Regions from separate parts of the Zea mays genome. Here region 2 is linked to region 1. The links are chromatin contacts, called in public Hi-C maps. All regions are on one chromosome and are shown on one strand. Each heading gives the region's core, a stretch centred on a gene start, on an enhancer-like site or on the middle of the called end of the contact. The rest is flanking DNA. Distances are from core to core; before and after follow the strand shown. Region 1 holds the start of LOC100283852 (VTC2). Region 2 has its middle 210 kb from the start of LOC100283852.

Region 1 (6,052 bases), core at 2,096-4,595:
TCTCAACAGGGAAAGGCACTGACAAGTAGTACGCCTTTAAAGAAGAAAAGATAATATAATTCAGTACTAAGCAACATTTTTAAAACAAAAGTTACCACAACACTATCTGCACAATACTGAATATGCTCCTGTTTGGTTGGGATTTTGTGGTGAGAAGTAAATTTAGATACCATCAAAAGTTTAATACCTGAAAGTGGAGGTGATTGATGGTGGCAAACGCACCCAAGCTATTGTAACCAAGCCTGAAGTATGGGCTACCTCCCTCGGCTGCCATTTGCAGTGCAAGCAAGAAGCTCTCTGGATCAATCCTCTGAGGCAGGCGGTCCAGAACACGAGGAATGAGAAGCACATGTCCATATTCAATTGGGCTTACCTGCAAAAACCATTGCAAAAAAAACATCAATGGAAACAAGAATAGATAGAATGGAAGTTGGATTTCCAGTGTGACTGAGAGATGTACATTGATAGCAATAACATTTGGAGCCCGATCAACAGCAATGATTGGAGCGTTGTTCAGGAAATAGCTGTCATCACCACCACTATTCTCAAATTGGAAGAGAACCTCTTCCTGGCCAACTTTTGTGAAATTGAATTTGGCAGGGTCAAACGGCTGGAGCACACGGTCCACACGAAACTCAGTAGGGCGCTTCTTAAGATGGCGCCCTTCATTGAGTTGTGCAACAAACCCAAGGTTGCCAGGAATGACCTTGGTCTCACAGGCAGTGACATCGTAGCGGAATAAGCCTCGAGTCATCCTGTCCTCCCACTGCCAGAATGCAAAGCAAATTACTAAACTCAGAATCTGAATCTCAAAAGAGAAATATAAGAAGTAGACTGCAATATCCACATATTTCAGCGGAACTTTCGCGATAATTTCCTTCTTTTGTAGAATGTGTTACAGGGCAAAAGGTAAAACCGCCCATATATCATTCAAAATGAGAGTTCGACATTTTGATTCACAGTACCAGTTCTAGTGCCATTATAAGGTATATATTAATCAAAATAAGAATGGTCCATATTTGAAGATATTAAACACTATTCTTGCAGCAACTATCATCTTACAAGCCATACATGCATGGATTTGCTACTGATCAAATGCACTTAGGGCTCTTTCGATTTGTGCCTGCCAGGTTTTCCACTGCTCAACGCTGTACTTACAAAGAATGGTCCAAATATGTTTCCCCATATTCTTAACTGATTTGCATATTTCTTACTAGACTAGATGTAGATATATTGATTCCTAATATATTTCATCCTAAGGGCCTCGTTGGTATAGATTCATCCGACTCCTTGATACAGTACGAAAAAACTAAGGGCTTGCTTGGGAGCAAGAGGATTTTAGCCTCTTCAATCCCCTCCAAATCACTTGGTCCCAAACAAGCCCTAAGCAGGGGACTGAAGGCGATTAAATCCTCTTCTATTCAATTTTGACTATCAAGGGATTTAATCCCCCCCAAACCACCTTCAATCCCCTCCTAACTTAAAACTAGCACAGGTGAAGTCCCAACAAAAATCACAAACTTTTATTTACCTCACTAAGGAGGATATCAACAAGTAACTTGGTTGAAGCAGCATCCTCCTGCGAGCCCTTTGCCGGAGTCAACTTGAACGCGTAGAGGATTTTAGCCTCTTCAATCCCCTCCAAATCCCTTGGTCCCAAACAAGCCCTAAGCAGGGGACTGAAGGGGATTAAATCCTCTTCTATTCAATTTTGACTATCAGGGCTTGTTCGGTTCTACCCCAATCCATATGGACTGAGGGGGATTGAGAGGGTTTTAATCCCTAGCAAGTCAAAATCCCTCTCAATCCATATCAACCTCCTTCAATCCATATGGATTGAAAATAACCGAACATGCCCTCAAGGGATTTAATCCCCCCAAACCACCTTCAATCCCCTCCTAAAGTCCTAACTTAAAACTAGCACAGGTGAAGTCCCAACAAAAATCACAAACTTTTATTTACCTCACTAAGGAGAATATCAACAAGTAACTTGGTTGAAGCAGCATCCTCCTGCGAGCCCTTTGCCGGAGTCAACTTGAACGCGTAGAGGGGAAGCTTGGAAGCTGCTCAAAGATGCAAATGTTAATCCAATAAAAGTGCAGAGTAATTTGCTACTTCCATGTCCAGTGAAGCAAGTACAATACTAATTTGCTGATGTCTTAGTGAGGTTTCCACCAAGTCAAAAAAGAAACCATATTTCCAGTGAGGCATACAGTATGCACATAATAATAATACAAAAGGCTCTATGTTTTTGCTTGCGTTAGTTATAATGGCCTGGGGTTCAGACTGAAAAGTTATTATAAATATCCACAGTTGCATAAGATATCTGTTTATTATATCCTTATTTAACCCAACTCAATTCGAGGCGGATAACAGCTAATTGTTACCCGAAAACCGCTGATGGTAACAATTTTTAACCGGAGGCATGAACCAAAATAGTGCAGATAAAAAAAAACTGAACACTCTGTTTCGGCTGTTCAGTTTGCAAAGGCCCCCAACTTTGTGGAGCACAAACGACACCTTTTGCTGTAGAAATTCCGAGAATTTTCTAAACGAATCGTGCACAAGGCTTCGGGGCACAATTTAAAATGGGACAGGATCCAATGCAAATACTAATAAGTTGTTAATATTCCCAAGATTTTCAACCGGATTGTCGACGGAAACGACGTCAGATTGACCGTCAATAGGGAATTGCCTAGGGGGGTAGGTGGCTCACCAGGCAGGCAGCAGTCGCCGAGGCAGTTCCTCCCGCAGCCCGCGCGCGGCTTGTCGGCGTCCTCCTGGTAGTTGGAGACGACGGTGGGCACCCTCCTGATGGTCAGCTTCATCTCCATGCCGGTAGGTCGGTCAGTTACTCTCGGGGTGAGAACTCGTCGGGGTCCGGGGGGGTTAGCAGAAGGGACTAATTGCTAGGAAAGGAAGAAGGTGAGAGACAGGAACGGCTCAGAGGCGACCGCCGCCGGCGAGGAAGAGGAGATCGGACGGGCTTCCTCCGGCCGAGGGCAGCGCCCCGCGGCCGCCGTGCGGAGCGGGGCTGGACGCGACAGCGGAGGCGATGGTGCCCGTGGGCTCCACCTGCGCAGCTGCGGGGCCGCGCCGGGGGGCTGCAACGCTAGCCGTGATGCCTACAACTCGGCCACGCCCAGAGGGGAGGAGGGAGGGCAGCTGTGGCAGGATTGGGCGGTGGTCACGGAAGCTGCCGAGGCCTGCGCCCCGGGGACGGGGTTCTCCTGTCTTATAACTCTTCTCCGGCGAGGTGAGGCCAGGCGAGCGGCGGCGGTGCGTTGGGGTTGTGCCTGAGCTGGGTTTGGTTTGGGAAGAACGGAGGAAGCGGGATGGCATTAAATAGGGGGAGGCGATTGCGGTGGCGGATTTGTGGTGTGGCTGTGGCTGGCTGGTGCGCTGCTGTGTGGTGGATCTGGACGGACACGGACGATACCCGATTCTCTCTCTCCTCTCTGCGCCACGGTATTTCTTTTTCTTTTCTTTTTATTTATTATATACGCAATACTCGCTGTGTTCAGTTTTTTCTTGTCTCCGGTCGGGTGGTTCACGTTTCCCATGCTGGGGACCACGAGCACAGAGGCGAAAATATAAATAGATATTTAAGTTATCATGTTTTTCTTATCCGCTAAAATTTTATTAAAAATATATTCCCCTTCATATCCATTTTAATATTAATATATATATATATGTATATTTGTTTTTTGCAGTTTTTTTATCTATCAACATACAAAACAGGTATCATAAATATATTAAAAGTTTTCTCTCTATAACTAGTGATCAATTATTTAATTTTATTATACTAATTTTGTTGACGTGTGTTCATAACCACGAAGCATAAGGTTGTTCGACGTGGCTCGGCATGTGCACCTCCAGTGATTTGAGCACCATAAAACACTCAAACACACGAGCAATTTATCCTGTTTCGGTCCTTTGAGCCATATATCTAATAATTTTGTGTTTTTTGTGCTAGAAATGCTCGATTGAGGGTGTTCTTACAATCAGAATGAGCCGAGGGAGATGTAGAGGAAGTGCTATGCTAATTTAGGGCCCAGTCCTCTATCGTGTTGGTTGATCTCTTCTACAGGAGTCCATGTCCTCGATGTGATAAGAGGTACAGAGTGAATGGTTTCTTTTTGTTTGAAAGGAATTGAGACGCTCAAGAGAGGTGGTGAATTAGGACTTGAAAGTTAAAAAATAAATGTAGGGATGTAAACTCTCGTGTACAACGCTGGTATTTTTACCGAGGTATTCGGAACCACGCAAGGTCTTAACTAATCCTCGTTAATGTCCCTACGCAAAGGGTAACCCACGTGAGGGCCAAGCACCACGGACGAGTAAGTTCATAGAGAGCCACGTGTCTTCTCCGCGCGCAAGTGGTGCTTCGCTTCCGACTCCTCTCGGACGCTCCACGTCGTCTTCACTATCGAGCTTTCGGGATAAACGTTGCGGCCTCATTCCCTCTGGTACACGGTGGCGGACGTATCACAAACACGGTTGATACAGTCTCGCAAGACTCTCACCCCACTCAGTACAATATTACAACGGCTCGCGCAAGAGCCGAGGAGTTTGTGGGTTGTCTAATCTCACTCACACAACTAGGAACAAATATAGAGCAAGCGCTAATACAGTTTAACGAACCTAAGCACTTCGCAAAGCACCTACATTAATCACCGAGTGATTCTATTAAACACTTGGGTGTTGGAGCACTTGCAAGTGTGTATGGACTTCCTTGATATGTTGCTTGGGCTCCCACACCTCCAAATGGTCGGGTGATGTGGTATTTTTAGAGCCTCAACAAAAACTATCTGTTAGAAAACAATTCTAGATCTTTATGCGGCGCACCGGACAGATGCACGGACTGTCCAGTGGTGCACCGGTCAAGCCACGTGTACTAGCCCTTAGAGGTAGTTATTGGAGCTTCTAAATGTGGCGCACCGGACCATCCAGACTTGGTGCATCAAACTGTCCGGTGAGCCACTAGTGCCCCACCAGTACGCTAGCTGACAACCCTTCTCTTAACTCTTCTAACTTCTCGATCATAGATCAACGATCGAGATTAGATCTGAGCGCGAGCGCGAGCGCGTGGGAGGCGCGAGCGAGCGCTGACAAGCGAGCCAGGGAGGTTAGCGACTGGGGAGGGAAGGCGGGCTGACCAGTCAAGCCCAAGGGAAGGGGCACTTAGAACCTTTGACTAAATCAAATTTCAGGATTAAATTTAAATTTGTTGACCGTGACACACAACCAAAATTAATGTGACAAAGACGTAAATGCCAAATATACGACTCGTTCAAAATAGCATTGTTCACAGACTTATTACACACATCATGCAAAGATAAGCGTAACAAGCTTCCACTGTCATAGCATTTTCCAACAAATGTCCCATACTTTGACAGTATACATTTATTAGATTCAAACACAAGTTTATAGTCATCTCGACATAGAAGTGAGCCACTAACAATATTCTTTTTGATGAAGGGGACATGTTGCACGTTCTTCATTAGCACTGTCTTTCCCGAAGTAAACTTCAGAATGACTGTACTGTAACACCCTGAATTTGGGGGTATAAAATTTCTTTCCTAATATCCACCAAATTCAGGTGTTACTCTCTCATTTCTGTGCTTTCCTTCTCTTTTTCCTAAAAATGGAGAAATTATTTTTGTTTTATATATCTATAAGCCTAGTAAAATGAAACCATAAAAAGAATCCTTGATTGTTGCATATCATGTCGAGACCTTTTTATGTCGAATTGTTGTGTTTGTGCATCAATTCAAACTCATTACATATAATTGAATCTTTGATTCAAAAACTATATTTAAATTTGAATAGGAATAAAAAGGAAGAGAAAAATAATAAAAAGGAAAAGCCTCCCCCCAACCCCTCTCGTCCAGCCCAGCTTGCCCTCCCTGTGGCCCAGCAAGCCCCTTTCCCCCCAGCCCATTGTCGCGCGCGAACCCACCTGGCCCACCTGGTGCGGCGCGCCCCTCCCCCAAACCCTAGCCTCATGGAACTCTGCCCCAGCCGCCACCTAGCGCCCCCACTCCCCCTC
Region 2 (6,052 bases), core at 2,330-4,829, 210 kb after region 1:
GTGGAGCGAAGCCTGGGGGAGGTTGCGATTGTCCTCCAGAGCTGCAGGTGCGGAGACTGCCTTCGGGTGTGGGTTGTTCATTGCGCTGCCTCTTGCTGAGTGTGTCGTCTTCGCAGGCTTCATGGTGGGTGGCGTCGACAAGGGCCTTGCCCTTTTTCTCGGCCAACAGCGCTGCCTTCGCTGCTTCGTCAACGGATGGGGCTGCCTTCGAGCTAGCTCTCTTGGGTGCCATCGCGGGTGGTTTTTTCGTAGCACGAACGGTGGGCGCCAAATGTTGGAACTTGCTCTCCCGAGCAAGATGATCCAATGGGGGAATGAAAGTAATGCAAACAAGGTTTTAGCTCAGGAAGGCAATTGCTCTGTTAATCTAGCCTCTCAAGGGCACTATGCGGGGGTATTTATAGGTGCCTGAGTGCCCAGCGTCTTGGATTAAGGACGCATGTGCCCTCAAGCGCCCAGGTTATCCCCGGAATATTCTTATAAAGCAGGGTTACAGACTGTAATTACAGAGAAGCCTTTACAAATTAGGCCTGTAATGCGCAGCAGCCATGCGGGGCCTGTTACAATGGGCCGAATTACACGTGGGCCTTCGTGTTGGACGAGGGCGCGGGATGGGGCGACCTCGTCATTGGCCTTTGTCCTGCAGCGTGTTGGACGAAGGGTGGAGACTGCCCGTCGTTTTGCCTCCGTTGGTGCAGCGAGATTGGCGAAGGCATCGAGCGAAGGGTAGCGTCTTCGCCTTCGCCCCAACAATATCTTGACAAGCTAGTTAGTCCACATGGTTTGTGATGGACGTCAACCACCAAAATTGATTATAAGAAATGATTAGCCCATTTCCCTTTCAGTAAGATCTAAATAAATTTTGGGATTAGCTCATGGTTGTTACCCTAGGATGAGATAAGCAAAGTGGTTGAGATAAGTAGGCTTATTAGGACGAGATGAATCTTTGAGAACAAGATAGAATCTTTTGAGATTAGTTAGATCTATTGAGATAAGATGAAAATCTTTTCGAGATGAGATGAATCTATTAAGGTAAGAGAGTATCTTTTAAGAAAAGATAGATCTATTAAGCTTAATATATTTTAGTGGGGGATAATCTAAGTTGTCTAGTTACCTTATAGACATAATAATAATTATCATTATTATTATTATTATACCTATGTGTATATGTAGATGTAATTGTGGATATTACTCTACAACCCATCACACTCAATCAAAGATCCAAATCAGACAAGTATCATAAGAACAAACATTGAAGTACATAGACACCTATAAAAATAGTTTTGTTTTTGTTCCTAAGAGTAGGTCTCCTATTCCTAAAGGTCACTTTAGGTACATGATTTCGATGTGTGAAATCCACTTTTGTCTTTAGAAGCGAAAAAGTAAGAGTAATCAGAGTAAAGCAGCAGTGGATGAGAATTAGAGCAACAAAGGTAAGTAGATAATGGTTGTCCAGTTCTATCTAGGTCTCGTCCTACAGTCAACATCCCTCTGATACCACTTCTGTCACACCCGGGTTTCGGAGCACCAAGACCCGGGCGCAAACATAATCACCAGGTGTGCTGGGACCAAGTCTCACACATATGATGAATCAAGGTACAGAAACGAATGTCACATCTTTACTATATAATAGAAGTTCTGTACAAAATAAATAAATAATTACATCATACACGATTCAACATCCCAAAGTTGACTGGGAGACAACGGCCTAGACCTCTCACAAACTCGTCACAGCATCCTCCATGCGCCTCATCCTGCGGTACCTGTTCTTGACCTGTGGGGGTGTGAGACAGCAAGGGTGAGCTCACATACGTTCATCGCTCAACAAGTTGTTGGGAATAATTTGCATGAACTCGCCAAAGGTGGAAGCTCATGTGAAGTGTAAGGCTTACCAAAGAGGATGGTTAAAGCCGAGCATAGCTTTTAAAGTTGGTCAAAATTTTATTAACAGTTGTATAAGTAAATACCAACCCAAATAAATAGTAGATCAAAATTGATAACAACACCTGCGATGCAATGCATATGACAAATTGAATTTAGTTCCATAAACTAATCATGCGAGTGTACGAGCCACTCATGACCGTAAGCACGGCTGATATACCAGTTTTACACTCTGTAGAGGTTGCACATCTTTACCCACAAGTCATGTTACCCATCTGCCAAGGGATCGCGACTTCCCATACACCTCTACTAAGGAAGCGAGGCAGGGTAACACTACGAGGCCTTTACAAAGTTCCTCTACAGAATACCCGCTACAATTTCTAGGAAGCTCCAATGCAGGGACCACTCGCCTGACCGCCATGCAGCAAAATCAACCCAAGGGCCTCCCTACACTGACCACTCCCCTACTGCCCTTGCCCCTTTCGGGTAAGGTAGTCCTCCACTAGCTTTCCTAATTAGTCAGCCAAGGGCGTCCCATACCACCCTTGTGGTAGCACTGTTTTCCCGGATGGTCGCTCCATGTTCCAATTAACATAATGATCTTATCATGAACAATAAATAACAAACTGATAATACAAGCATGATCATGAATAATGTGTATCTCAATGCCCCAAATCCACATATAGCAATAGCAAGTACTACCCAAAAGTTCAGTGGTAAACAAGGCATAAAGATAGTCAAACTAGGGTAACTTATTGGGTCCCACCAAAATTAACCTGTGCATATCATTATGATTAATAAGAACATTATTGGGTAAATAGAAGTGATCAAGGGCACAACTTGCCTGGGACTTGAGATTCTAGGTACCAACTTGCTCTTCAGGTGTCTCGTAACCTCGCGCTAGTCGTAGCAATACAAATAAACAGCGTATAGGAAAAATTAACATCACACCAAACATAAGAACAAATTGCATAATAATAATCTATGCGTCGCTACGAGATCATAGGTTCGAGAATCACTAAAATCGTAGTTAGGGTTGAAGAGTTATGATTTATGAAATATCTATGTGATTAAATATTAAACTATATTATAAATTGGTTAATACACATTATATGAGAAAATATACTCTAAATAATTCATTCAACTTTAATATAGATTATAACTTGATTAGAAATCATATCTTAGTCAATTATCATCATGGACCGAGTTAACTTTGGTTGGAAGCATCTACTAATAATAGGCTAACCACTGTCTATTTATACAGATATGTTTTATGGCACATATAATGTCAACACTGCGTAGGTATTTTTATTATGAAACTATCGCAACTGGAACGGGTCAAATCGGAGTTAAAACGACGAAGTTATGAATTATCTATGTTTTAGAATTATTTTTATACTCAAAAGTCATTTATTTTATATTTTCTTGAAAATCTGGGTGGTGGCTTCTAATACCAATGAGTTCGTGGTCTTCTGTGCAAACGTTAGGGCTGATTTGTAATGTTCTTTCTATTGTACCGGATCGCGGGTTGAATAAGGAAAAATGCAGGGGCTCTTTACCAAAAGATTATGGCCGAAGGGTCATCAGATATTCTGAACCATTGGATCCGCGATTTATGGCCCGAATCAGAAGGCCACATCACCCAACCGGTATGCGCCCCGGTCCCCACGATCCTGATCTAACGGCTAGGTGCCCACCCACTACTGGATCTAATCTCATCCGCGCTATTTGGATCGGACGGCCCACGACTCATCACCCTCAACCCTCCCCGAGCAGCGGCGCCGCCGCCATGCTCCCACGGCGGAGCACGCAGATGAACGCCGATCGGTTCCCCCCCGAGCACCCAAAACCCAATCTGACGGAGCTACACGCGGTATTTCTGATTGCGAGCTCAAAGAAGGGCATCTCACCGGTTGTCGCGGCATGGAAAGCACTCGGCCACGAACAGCGCGGCCCGCGGCGGAGGATAGAACGCCGACGAGCAATTCTCCATTCCCTAGACTTTGCCCATACACGACAAGGACCTGGAAGCCCATGGTATGCACCAGCGAGCGCCCTGATCACGCACAGGGACCCGAAGAGCATTGTCTGGGGTTCCTAGCGCGGTGGCGCCAGTTTCTCTTCCCTGTTTCAGCTTGGCGCATGGGCCCTCTGCTTAAGCCGATGCCCTGGACGAGAGGAGGTGGCCGGGTTTTATAGGTAGTCCCGTGAGGATCTCGGCCGGAGCAACAACCTACAGAGGGGAGCTCCATCGGATCCGGCGGCCGCGGCGGCGTATCCCAACCACCGGAGGAAGAAGGGGGTCCCTGACCCTGCGGGCCCACATGTCATAGACGCCAAGGAAGAGGTGAGGAGAAGGGCTGGCGCGCAGCGTCTGTTTGGGCCGGCAGGAGCACGGGGAAAAGGGGAAAGTGGGCCGTCCGCAAGGACATTAGGCCCGAGAGCCAGGGAGGAGTTCTTCTCATTTTTTATTCTATTTTTTTCCTAATTCCATTCCCAAATTTAAAAGCAAGTTCAAATAAAGCTTGAATTCAGAATGCGCAACCATGAAAATCTAGCATGCTAATACAAATTTTTTACTTTTATTTATTTATTATCTTGTTTTATCTATTCAACAAATGTTTTCTTAATATGAAACTCATATACACAAAAAGGGCACTATTTTAAGGGAAGAAAATATATCATCCTAAATCCTTTTATGAATATTAATTCTATCTAGTTTTATTTATTATCCCATTTTTTATTTCACAAGGAATGTTTTGCCAATTAGTATTCACAAAGGATGTTATATATAAAAAAACAATTTCTGATATACCACCATTAAGTATCTTAGTGGATATTCTCAAGTATTTGGAGAACTCTTTAAATCACCAAAACAAGACTTTGGTCGTTACGCTCGCTGAGACTGCAAGGAGCAGGGGCAGGAATTCTCTTTATCGCTCCCGAAGGTGAACAACTCAAGTATGCACTCTAGCTCTTATTTCCAGCATCCAATAACGCCGCAAAGTACGAGGCACTGATCCACGGACTAAACATCGTTGTTTCACTCGGCATCAAGAGATTAATGGTGTATGGCGACTCACTGGTGGTCATAAGCCAGGTAAACAAAGACTGGGATTACTCGATCGATTCAATGAACAAGTATTGTGCAACAGTGCGGAAGCTGGAGGACAAATTCAAAGGATTAGAATTCCACCATGTGGAAAGGGATCACAATGCAGCGGCTGACACATTGTCAAAGCTGGGATCTAGTCGGGCCCAAGTTCCACCTGGGGTTTTCGTCCAAGAAATATAGCAACCGAGTGTCGCCACAGATCAGATGGAGGAATGCCACGCTCTGAGTCAGGCAGAGGCAGATCCCAACGCCTGGAGAGAGCCAATCATCAGATACATAAGAAACGAAGAAGATCCAGATGATAAGGCTGCGACGGAGTGCATTGCTAGACAGTCGGCCCACTATACCATTATAGGGGGTCTGCTGTATAGAAGAGGTGCAGGAGGAGTCCTCATGAAGTGCATTCACTCGGCTACTAGAAAGCAGCTGTTAGATGAGATTCATGCCGGGCAATGTGGCATACATGCAGAGTCACGAACTCTGGTAGGAAAGGCTTTTAGGTCTGGGTGTTACGGGAAAACAACGAAGAATGATATAGCCGAGTTAGTCCAAAAGTGTAAGGCGTGCCAATTCTTATCAAAGTAGCAGCATCTACCCGCACAACAGCTGCAGACTATTCCTGTGACCTAGTCGTTTGCATGCTGGGGCTGGACATGATAGGACCCTTCAAGAAAGCTCAAGGGGGTATACTCACATACTAGTTGCCATTGACAAATTCACAAAGTGGATAGAATACAAACCCATTGCCTCTTTGACCGCAGCAAAGGCACTGAAGTTCATTCAGGAAATAATATTCAGGTTTGGAATACCTAACAACATCATTACAGATCTGGGATCTAATTTCACCAGCTCAGAGTTCTTCGACTTCTACAAGCAGAGGAGCATCCAGATCAAGTATGCATCAGTGGCACACCCAAGAGCTAATGGGTAGGTGGAAAGAGCCAACGGGATGATACTCGATGCACTCAGGAAAAAGGTATTCGACAAGAGCGAGAAGTTCGCAGGAAAATTGATCAAGGAGCTACCTTACGTATTCTAGAGCCTGCGAACCCAGCC

Evidence for each region. A called contact is a pair of places that touch in the nucleus more often than the background predicts.
Region 2: a Hi-C map of leaf shows a contact between it and region 1, with 6 times the contacts expected there. The contact joins the enhancer-like site here to the promoter of LOC100283852 in region 1. A contact is called at or near these places in 9 of 25 Hi-C or Micro-C datasets (ear, endosperm, leaf and 3 more).

Annotation. Positions count from the first base shown.
Region 1 is chr6:31,419,281-31,425,332 of Zm-B73-REFERENCE-NAM-5.0, forward strand. It overlaps LOC100283852 (VTC2), which reads right to left and starts at 3,346. Exons shown (of 6, transcript NM_001156750.2): 1 at 2,717-3,346; 2 at 1,963-2,063; 3 at 461-766; 4 at 188-373; 5 at 1-34. The coding sequence starts at 2,834.
Region 2 is chr6:31,631,857-31,637,908 of Zm-B73-REFERENCE-NAM-5.0, forward strand. No RefSeq gene overlaps it. Among protein-coding and RNA genes, the nearest start is that of LOC100283852, 210 kb to the left of the region's middle. Within about 2 kb of position 3,580, at least 18 of the 20 cell types and tissues checked have an H3K27ac peak or open chromatin away from gene starts, as enhancers often do. A contact at or near this core is called in ear, leaf, leaf mesophyll and 2 more, where this site is marked.